Linked DNA regions of Hordeum vulgare: region 2 is linked to region 1. Evidence: chromatin contacts called from public Hi-C data. All regions are on one chromosome and are shown on one strand. The core of a region is the stretch at or near the end of the contact, and the rest is flanking DNA. Distances in the headings are between cores, read along the strand shown.

Region 1 (4,766 bases), core at 186-2,685:
TGCAATTGCGACCCGACTATGAATACTTGCAATTGCGACCCGACTATGAATACTTGCAATTGCGACCCGACTATGAATACTTGCAATTGCGATCCAACTATGAATGCTTGCAGTACCCCGACTACGAATACTTGCAATTGCAACACGACTATGAATACTTGCAATTGCAATCCGACTAAAAATACTTGCAATTGCGACCTAACTTCGAATACATGCAGTTGCCACCCGACTATGAATACTTGCAATTGCGACACGACTATGAATACTTGCAATTGCGACCTGACTTCGAATACATGCAGTTGCACCCTACTTTGAAATACTTGAAGTGGCGGCCACATTTCAAATCTTGTAGTTGCAATCCGACTATGAATATTATTGTCATTAATATAAAAATGGAAAACAAAAAGAAGACACCAAATCATTAAATAAAACAAGGACTAAAAAGTGAAAAAAAAACACTAAAAGTAAGAACAAATAAATAATGAAAGCCTAAATAGACAATTTTATAATATATGGTAACAAATGAACATTAAGTTAAATGAAATGAATACACTTATTTAGGAAAAGGGAAAGAGTGGAATAAATTTCTACTTAATAGTGAATAATAAAAATAAAAATAGCAATTAATTAAGAAAACAACAATTAATCAGTAAAGAAACGTAGTCAGCACTGTAGACAAAAAGCAAAACAAAATTGGTTGTCTACAGAGCTGGTTTTGTACGAGACGTTTCACATGGGCGTGTAAATCGTATTTGCACTCATGCAGCTGATTACGTTTTTGTCTACAGCTAGAAACGTTTCTGAATAGCAATTAAGAAAACAACAATTAATCAGTACAAAAGAGTGACCGAGACCATAACTAAAACTCAGCTAGCTGAGTTACATCAAAACCGATGTATTAATGGTCAAAATGAATACATGGCTTTAGTGGACAGAGAAACTTACTGAAGAAAGCAGAATTCAAATTCATTGATGTCTCCCATGGGCAACATGTCCAGCTGGCGGGAGGTGGAGTGCAGGATCTTGATATGGGAGGGGTCAGGACCAAGGTGGAAGGTGGTGATAATGGCGTGTAGGTGGTCCTGCCAGCACGGGAGCCCCACAATCATCAAGACAGAGCGCATGACCCCGGAGCCCAGATGGGTGAGGAAGCCATGGGCTCTGCTTCGTGTGACACAAGGAAATATAATCTCCACAGGGGGATCAATCTTCAGACTTCTCTCTTCATATCCCAGCTTGTATGCATAGATCACATTTTTGCGGAGCGTGTAAATGGCATTGCTTTCTTGTACATAGAGGCCACGGCCGAGGATAGGGACGTAGTACTTGACCTCTGAGGTGTGGATTACCTTGGTCCAGCCCAAGTCAGGGGAGGAGCAATTGAAAGTGAAGAAAAGGCTGTTTTGGAGGGAGAGCAGGATGAGGGTGCCCCCCTCAGGGCCATGGCCAGGGAGCACGGCGTAGCCCTGGAGGAACTCAAGACCCCATATGGTGGGGAGGGAGGGCTCGAATTTGCAATGTTCGTCCAAGGGGACCCCGACTTGCTCCCAACGTGGTGCAGCTGCGCCCTCTTCCTCTTCAATGACCAGGCGTTGTACTAGGAGACGGTAACTCGTGGAAGAAGAATAGGTAGCCGACACGGCCCATATGTGGCCGTCGGCCGAGATGGGCATGCACCGACCACGCATGCTTGGATCCCGCGGGGGAAGCGGTACTTCAGCCGGCGGCTGCTCCTCAGCCGGCAGCTGCAGCTGAAGGGCGTCGGTTTCCGCCTTCTCGACCCGCTGCAGGAGGCAGAGCGAGCGTCCGTCAGGAACTAGGGCTGCGCTGGCGCTCAAGCTGTACCCCTGCGGCTTCATGTGGTCGTGGAAGATCTCGAGCGTGTCTTCGCTCTGACCTGAGATTCGCCCGGATCTCGCCACGCGAAAACGGTGGAAGCGCAGGGCGCCGCTTATGACGCCGACGAGCAGCAACCAGGCGGGGCTCTCGTCCGCGTTGGAGGGAATGTCGACGAAATCATTGCCGAATTTGACCTCAAAGAAGGGGTCGGAGCGGTTAGGATAGGAGCGATCCATCTCCATCTCCTCCGCAGCTTTCCCCTCCTCAGCCGCCGCCATCTTCGGGTAGGGTTAGGGATTTGGGGACAAGTGGAGCAACTAAGCGTGTGTTTGGTTGGAGGGATATGCTAGGGTGGTTGTGGGTATCCCCAACCACGTGGCTGGGGATAACCCTTTTTTTTGTTTGGTTGGAAGGGTAGGTTATCCTTTTTTTGTTTGGTTGGGAGGATGGGATCCTGCCGCGTCGGCCTCCACCGGCGCCGGCCGCCACCCACGTCCCCGGCGCCGGCCGCCACCCACGCCCCCCGCGCCAGCCTCCTCCCGCGCCGGCCGCCACCCGCGCCTCCCGCCTCCTCCCGTGTCGGTCGCGCCTCCCGCGCAGGCCGCGCCTCCCGCGCCGGCAGCCTCCTCCCGCGCCGGCCGCCTCTCTCGCGCCTCCCGCGCCGGCCACGCCTCCCGCGCCGGCCGCCCCAGAGTGGTTGCCACCGCCCGCCCATTTTTGGCGGTTGGCCACATCCCTTTTTTTGGAGAATATTCCCAGCATCTGGTTGACTCTATCCCTCCTCGCCCCAGATCCAAACGCATGGCAACCACAGAAAAAAGTGGTTATCCCTGTCCCTGGGAGGATATCCCTCCAACCAAACACACCCTAAAATCCGGGGTGGTTGCTTGGTCCTCCAATATGATGATGGTGCCACCACCAGCAACACCAGTTGGGCCGGCCCAACTTTTGCTCCAGTAGATTTTAGGTTTCAGGAAATTTTACCCTCCCTTCTTCTGTAAAAAAAACCTCCCACCCCACCGGATTTGAGGGTATTTCCTATACGGCGTTTTCTTCTTTTTCGAAAAACATACGGCTTCCTTTTATGGTGTATCCTATTGAAGACGTGTGTGCGTCCAGGAGACGCGGCTTCGTTGAAGCGTGGGAGCATCTGCACGCGATGGGCCAGCCCACTTCACGAGTTAAAGCAGTAGCACACAAACTGGTTTTGGTAAAGGATGCAACGATAATAGCATGTAGAACAAATCCTGCTCAAGTAAGGTTGTTCGAAGGAGCACGCATGTGATACCCTCTTGTTAGGTTTTTTTGTCCTCTCACCTTGGAAGAAAACTTGTTCATTACGCAATTCGACTGTCTAGGCGACTCGGAGACGGTGACACAGGGAGGCCCTTGGCACTTCGAAGGCAATTGAGTGCTAATTGCTCCTTATGACGAATTCCCCAAGTAATACTCAATAGAGCTTTTCACTTTTGAGGTGTGGGCTAGGATCATTGATGTCCCTCCTCCTTACCATGGAAAGGTGAAGGCTCTTGCATCGAAGCTTGGCGAGTTTGTGGACGTTGAACCCTTATCTTTTGACTTTGAATGAAATTTCTTTACGGGTGCGAGTCGGGCTGGATGTTCATAACCCTCCGAAGAAGGCGATCTCTTTGATCAGAAAAGGAGAACGCGAGATCTTTGTTGTTAGATACGAAAGGCTCCCGGATTAGTGCCAGGTATGTGGCTTAATGGGAAACCACTACAAGGAATATGGTGATGGAGTGCACCCTCCGTCTGCATTGGTTTTGTAAAACCTTCGTGCTCCTGCCACTACCAGTTGGGCGACGAGGAGGAGAAACACTTCTCAGAAGCTGAGATCGGGGGTTAAAACTGACAGCCCTTGTGATCATACATGTGAGACCGAGGCGGAGGACATTGAGGTTGACGAGATGGACTCGAGCCACAAACGTACATGTGAGACTGTTGATGCAGATAATTCTTCTTTGGCATAGGTTTTGGAGCTTGTGTCGGTGTCCAAGGAGGCAATGGACGTGGAACCTGTTCCCCCTAGCCCTCCATCAAAGCAACAACCAAAAAGATTGAGGACATTGGTTGCAACAGATAAAAGTGTTGGCATGGATGGGAAGAAGGCAACTGGTGTCAAAACTAATAATGCGCGTTTGGTGGCCTCCTGTGGGAAGGACCGTCGTGTGCCATGAATCTGTTAAGCTAGAATTGTCACGGGATTGGCAACGCCCTCCCAATTCAAGAGCTACGTGAGTTCGTGATAAAGTTTGCCCCTAAAGTAATATGTATAGTAGAAACCCAGATCAGTGGTGTCCGCGTGGAGAGTCTAAAAGATAGTTTAGGTTATGAGAATTATTTTGGTGTGGACTCCTATGGTAGGAGCGTTGGTTTAGCAATATTTTGGAATGATGGAATAAAAACTGAGATTTTGGGGTACTCCAATCTTCATATAGATGCAAAAAACAGTATGTTTGCAGGTGATCCGTGGAGGTTCGCGTGTTTCTACGGTGAGGCCCAAACTCATTTGTGCTACCATACGTAGGACACGTTGAAAAATCCGGCGACGCTACATGATATCCCTTGGCTTTGCATGGGCGATTTCAATGAAGTGTTATGCCACGATGAGCATGATGGTATCGAGACACGAAGTCAATCCCAAATACAAGGGTTCCGTGATGCAGTCGATGTCTACAGTCTGGTAGACTTGGGGTATAAGGGCAGGATGTGGACTTAGAAACGAGTTGTAGGTGGCACTTTTACTCAGGTCCCGCTAGATAGAGTTCTTACCACGACTGACTGGTGTGTGCAGTTTCCGGGCGCCATTGTAGAGCATCTCTTGTCGGCTTCATCAGATCACTCACCAATCTTACTGCATCTAGCTCCTAGGGAGACAAAAGCTAGGAGTGTGAAGCGTTTTCAAC
Region 2 (4,528 bases), core at 31-2,530, 160 kb after region 1:
CGGACGAGGAGAGGACACCGTCGACTCGACTGCAGCCAGAGAGGTACGGCGCCGTGCCCGTCCTGGCTATTCATTCACCGAGACGAGCAGGGGGATCGGGGTTTGGGTGGGAGACGCTGCATGCATGCAGTTTTTCATAACCGGATCTTCGTGCTGTATATTTCTTCTGCCCCTTGAATCTGCAGCTGCAGCTGCAGCAGCAACCGGCCTAGCGCGCGGTCCAGCCCACGTCTCTTGAGGCGCTCGGCTCGACGCACAACAGGGAAAAGGCGTGGTAGCACGTGGCCCTGGCCGTGGCCTGGCTCAGTGCCAGTGCTAATTCAAAGCGTAAACACGCTGCTGCTAATTACGTGATCTCTCATGCATCAGCCGTATCACTGTATCTGAATGCTGTGATCGATGCAGCTAGTAGCTAGCTTGGATTACGTTACGGGTGAGGCGAGGGAATAGGATTCCTTCCTGCTGCTGCCCATCTTATCTCTCTCTCGGATCCTTTCGGTGGCTCCGAGTCAAGGATCTCATTCGTCTGGCCAGATTTAGTGATTCGTGTGACGATGATGATGATGATGGTGATGACGGTGATCCTTTGTCATCCGCGCTCATGGATGGATGCAGAATGCAGGCGCCACCTCGATGTCTTGCGAGGGTTCAGAGACGCCAATAATTGTGTGGGCATCGGAGGCCGGCCACGGCTCACGCGCAGGCACGACAAAGCTCGCTCCGGCCAGTCGGTCAGCTAGACCGCCTAGACGCCTTAGACCTGCATTGTTAAAGGAAAGCAGAGGAGAGGATGATGCATACTACCACTAATTCTTAGTAAATGCCAACAGTGAAGCCATGCCATGCACCCATGCAGCTAGAAGCACAAGAAATTCCCGCCAAAAAAGAAAGAAAAGGACACCTTGTGTGTCGACACATGCCTCGTTTACGCGGGCAGTAAAAACCGCCCGGCCAGCAAGTCAACAATCAAATGAAGGACAGCGAGTGAGCAGGGGAGCGAAGAAAGGAAGAAATGGCTCCACCTCCATCACCTCCATTCCATTCCATCAGCCATCACAGGTCACACGACGACTTCCCTTCCCTTCCCGCGCCTTGTCCAGTAGCGGCCGTGGCGCGAGCGCGAGGATGGACGCCATCATTATCCACACCCACACCCACACCCACACCGAGCAGCCCGAGAGAGCGGACAGTTGGGCGACACTGTCACAGTCCACGCATGAGCGAGCGTCGCCTTCACCTCACGGAATCACGAGACGACGGGGAGGAGAGCCTCCCGCGCGCGGCATCTGTCAGATCGGGCCGGTAAAACAAACAAAGAAACAAAGGGCAGGGGGGCGCCTCCTTTGCTGTCCTCCTCCGGCTCCTACTCCTCCCGACTCCCAGTGCGTCGTGCTCCTGGTCTTCCTCCTCCCGCTGTCATTCTTCCCTCCCGGTCCAGGCTCTCCCCCTTCTCCTCTCCCCGACCACCTGGCCTCTGCGTGCGCGGACCCCATCCATGGCCGCCTCACCGTAGCCTTGGCCGGTGATAAGGTCAGTGCTCCTGCTCTGCTCTGCTCTGCTCGGCCTCCTCCTCGTTTTTTGCCGGATTCGCTCCTTCTTCTTCTTTTCCTTGCTGATTTTCTCTTTCCTCGATGGATCCCCCGTGCTCTACGGGGAGGCCAGCGTTCCGGCTACGATTGCGTGCCAAGAGCATGCGCGTGTTCTTGTTGTTCCAGGTAGCAGCATGCCAACACGCCGAGGTTTTCTGCGCTTGCTGCCGTGCTGCTTGGCTTGGTAGAATTAAATACTACTCGTGGTGATTTGCGTGAGGTTTTGGATCTGGATTCCGGGACCCTGCTGCGACACCCTCGTGGTTTCCGTGTGATTACGATCAGTAAATCGTTTGCGTCTCCCCTCGTTAAAGAATCCAGAGACAGAAACGCCATCCTTTCCAGTGCAAAGTAGAATAAGATAACTAGTACTACTGGTATCGCTCAGCTCTTTGCTCCCCCCTTCCCTCTCTTCATGATTTTCTCGTGGTCAGCGCTTTGTGCCGGGACCTTGAGCTGCTTGCTAATCTCCCCAGCAAGAGTTCCTAGATCGGTTAGCTTTGCTGAGCTTGAGGCTTGTGCTATCTCCGGTGCATGTGCGTGTGTGTGGTCAAAAATGGATTTTATTCTTCTTTCTTCGCGAAACAAAGAGAGATTTTATTCAACAGAGGTAGCAGCAATTGGACTTGGGACATGGGGCGCAATCCACAGATCACCATAGTCATCAGCATCTTAGTAGAAAATACGACTAGTGCTCCTGGTTAAAACAAGGATACTACTACAACCCTTTTAGCTGCTGCACTCTTGAGTTTGTGTGGCTACATCCTTTTATCAAGGACCTGGGATTAGCAAGTTCTGTTAGTAGCTCAACTGAGGTATCTGGTTCAGGAGTGGATTTGAACAGGTTCAGTTCATGCACTGCAAAAGACATTTTCTTTAGTGCCCCCATAAAAGCCTTGTCCCATCAGCTTTCCCCACAGACGGCTTCAGACTGGCAGCTTATTTGTTGTTATTTCAGCAAAGTACATGAATGCTTGACTGCATGTTATGGCAGCTCCATGTGTTGATGTGCTTCATCCAGATGCTTACCATTTCCTTGCATGATTTAGGATCTTTTAGCCTGACAGGATACCGTGTCCTGCACTGCCCACACGGGATCATGGTATGGAAACCTCAAATTATTAATTTCCTTTTTAGGATATAAATACAGTAACTATTAGTAATATTTCGCAAGGTTGCTTAACTCCTACTTCTTGCTTACCTGCTTAGGTTGATACCAAAAGAGAGCCTGCCGGAGAGGAGTTACCTGATGGCTGGCTGATAGAGTACAGGCCTAGAAAGACTCGGCCTGGATCTAGGGTCAGGAGGGACAAGGTGCAGTATGTTTCCCTTGGTTAAATTGTGGAAATATTTCGAGTAGTAAATTCCAGTTTTTACTAGCTAGTCGTGAACTCGTGAAATTGTAAAAGCTTTTACCCTGTTAAAAACTTAAAATCCTGCTACCACTTATTTGTGATATTGCGACAACTTTTACTCTATTTTACTATTTTACCAAGCGGATAAGTTAGATCCACTTGTTAGGATGGCATAATAGCTGTGTGGACAGACAACTAGGACACAAACTCATTAGGATCGCATCAAATTATGTCAAATCTCTCAAATTTCATCAAATTAAGCTAAGCACTATGGAATTGTGTCCACTTTGGCGAATAGGTTTCAACTAGCTGCACCGTGCTGCTCCCTCACCACATTGTATACCCCTGTGGAACATACATGCCCGAGTTTCTGACTAGTCAGCTGCCACATCATCCTGACACATGGGTTCACCTTGTCAGTTTGAGTAAAATAAATAAAAATGGGGTAATTACAAGATCACAAGTAAGGAGTTACATGTGGTAAGGTTTTTTTAAATAGGGTAAATGCTGCCACAAAGTGGTGACTACGGGGGTTGGTCAAAGTGGAATTTACTCGAACCATTCAACTTGGTGCGTTTATGTTTCCTTTCTGATGCCTCTTGTGGTGACTACGGGGGGTGGTCAAAGTGGAATTTACTCGAATTATTCTACTCGGTGCGTTTATGTTTCCTTTCTGATGCCTCTTGCAGTCTTGTTTCCACAAAACAAAAGCTACAAAGATCCTAAAAAACAAGTGTTGGTACTTGGTAATGATTTGGTATTAAAACAAGAACTCCTCATTTGCAGTTGGATTTGTGCAGTTTTCTTTAGTATAGCTTAGACTAGCATTGACCGTTCCCTTTTCATACTGGGAAAAAAAACTTTACTTTTTCATTAGCATTCTTCTTGTCAGTTTATTTTGATAAAATATTCTGGTGATCTACATGCATATTGAATTGTTGTTTGCCAACTGTATGTATGAGTAATGCGGTGAATATTGAATATTTTTAATCGACTTTGACACAAAATTTCATTGAACCAAATTTAATCAAATGTGATAAACCATGTTCTTGTCATGGTATGACAATGAACAATGAATTGAAAGCAACCTCATTCCTAACACACGAAGATACATGCCATTTTGACCAAATGAATGCCTAATGAGTTGTTAGTGGTTCAGTTCTATGTAGACAACAAATAATTGGAAATAACTACTTGAGTCGTTTTCTTAGGACAGCTTCTAGGCTCTAGTTTCCCTCCTAATGGTATGACCAATTTATGTTTGACTTTGACATCATTCTGTTTATTGTCTACTTAACGCTCTGTTTTGTAGTTGTACTGTTGTAGTAATCTAATCATTTGATCTATACAGTTCTACATTGATCCTACAAATAGCTATGAATTTCGTTCTCTCAGAGAGGTTCACCACTACCTCGAATCTCAAGATACGAATGATAGCGTTGTGACTCCAAACAAGAGAAAAAATGAGGACCGGCGGATTTCAGGGGAAAAATCTCAACATGTATGTTCCTTCTCTTTTCATATTTCTTATTTGACTTTTTCCTACATGTTAAACATCTCGGATCGACTGATTATTCAATTGAT

Evidence for each region. A called contact is a pair of places that touch in the nucleus more often than the background predicts.
Region 2: a Hi-C map of leaf shows a contact between it and region 1, with 7 times the contacts expected there. The contact joins the promoter of LOC123427618 here to the enhancer-like site in region 1. A contact is called at or near these places in 2 of 6 Hi-C or Micro-C datasets (leaf and seedling) and 1 of 1 datasets of contacts at active chromatin or transcription factors (embryo).

Annotation. Positions count from the first base shown.
Region 1 is chr2H:601,233,231-601,237,996 of MorexV3_pseudomolecules_assembly, forward strand. It overlaps the pseudogene LOC123427617. Among protein-coding and RNA genes, the nearest start is that of LOC123428717, 62 kb to the left of the region's middle. Within about 2 kb of position 1,436, at least 3 of the 3 cell types and tissues checked have open chromatin away from gene starts, as enhancers often do. A contact at or near this core is called in leaf and seedling, where this site is marked.
Region 2 is chr2H:601,389,274-601,393,801 of MorexV3_pseudomolecules_assembly, forward strand. It overlaps LOC123427618, which reads left to right and starts at 1,281. Exons shown (of 5, transcript XM_045111697.1): 1 at 1,281-1,530; 2 at 2,639-2,691; 3 at 2,799-2,903; 4 at 4,296-4,445. The coding sequence starts at 2,689.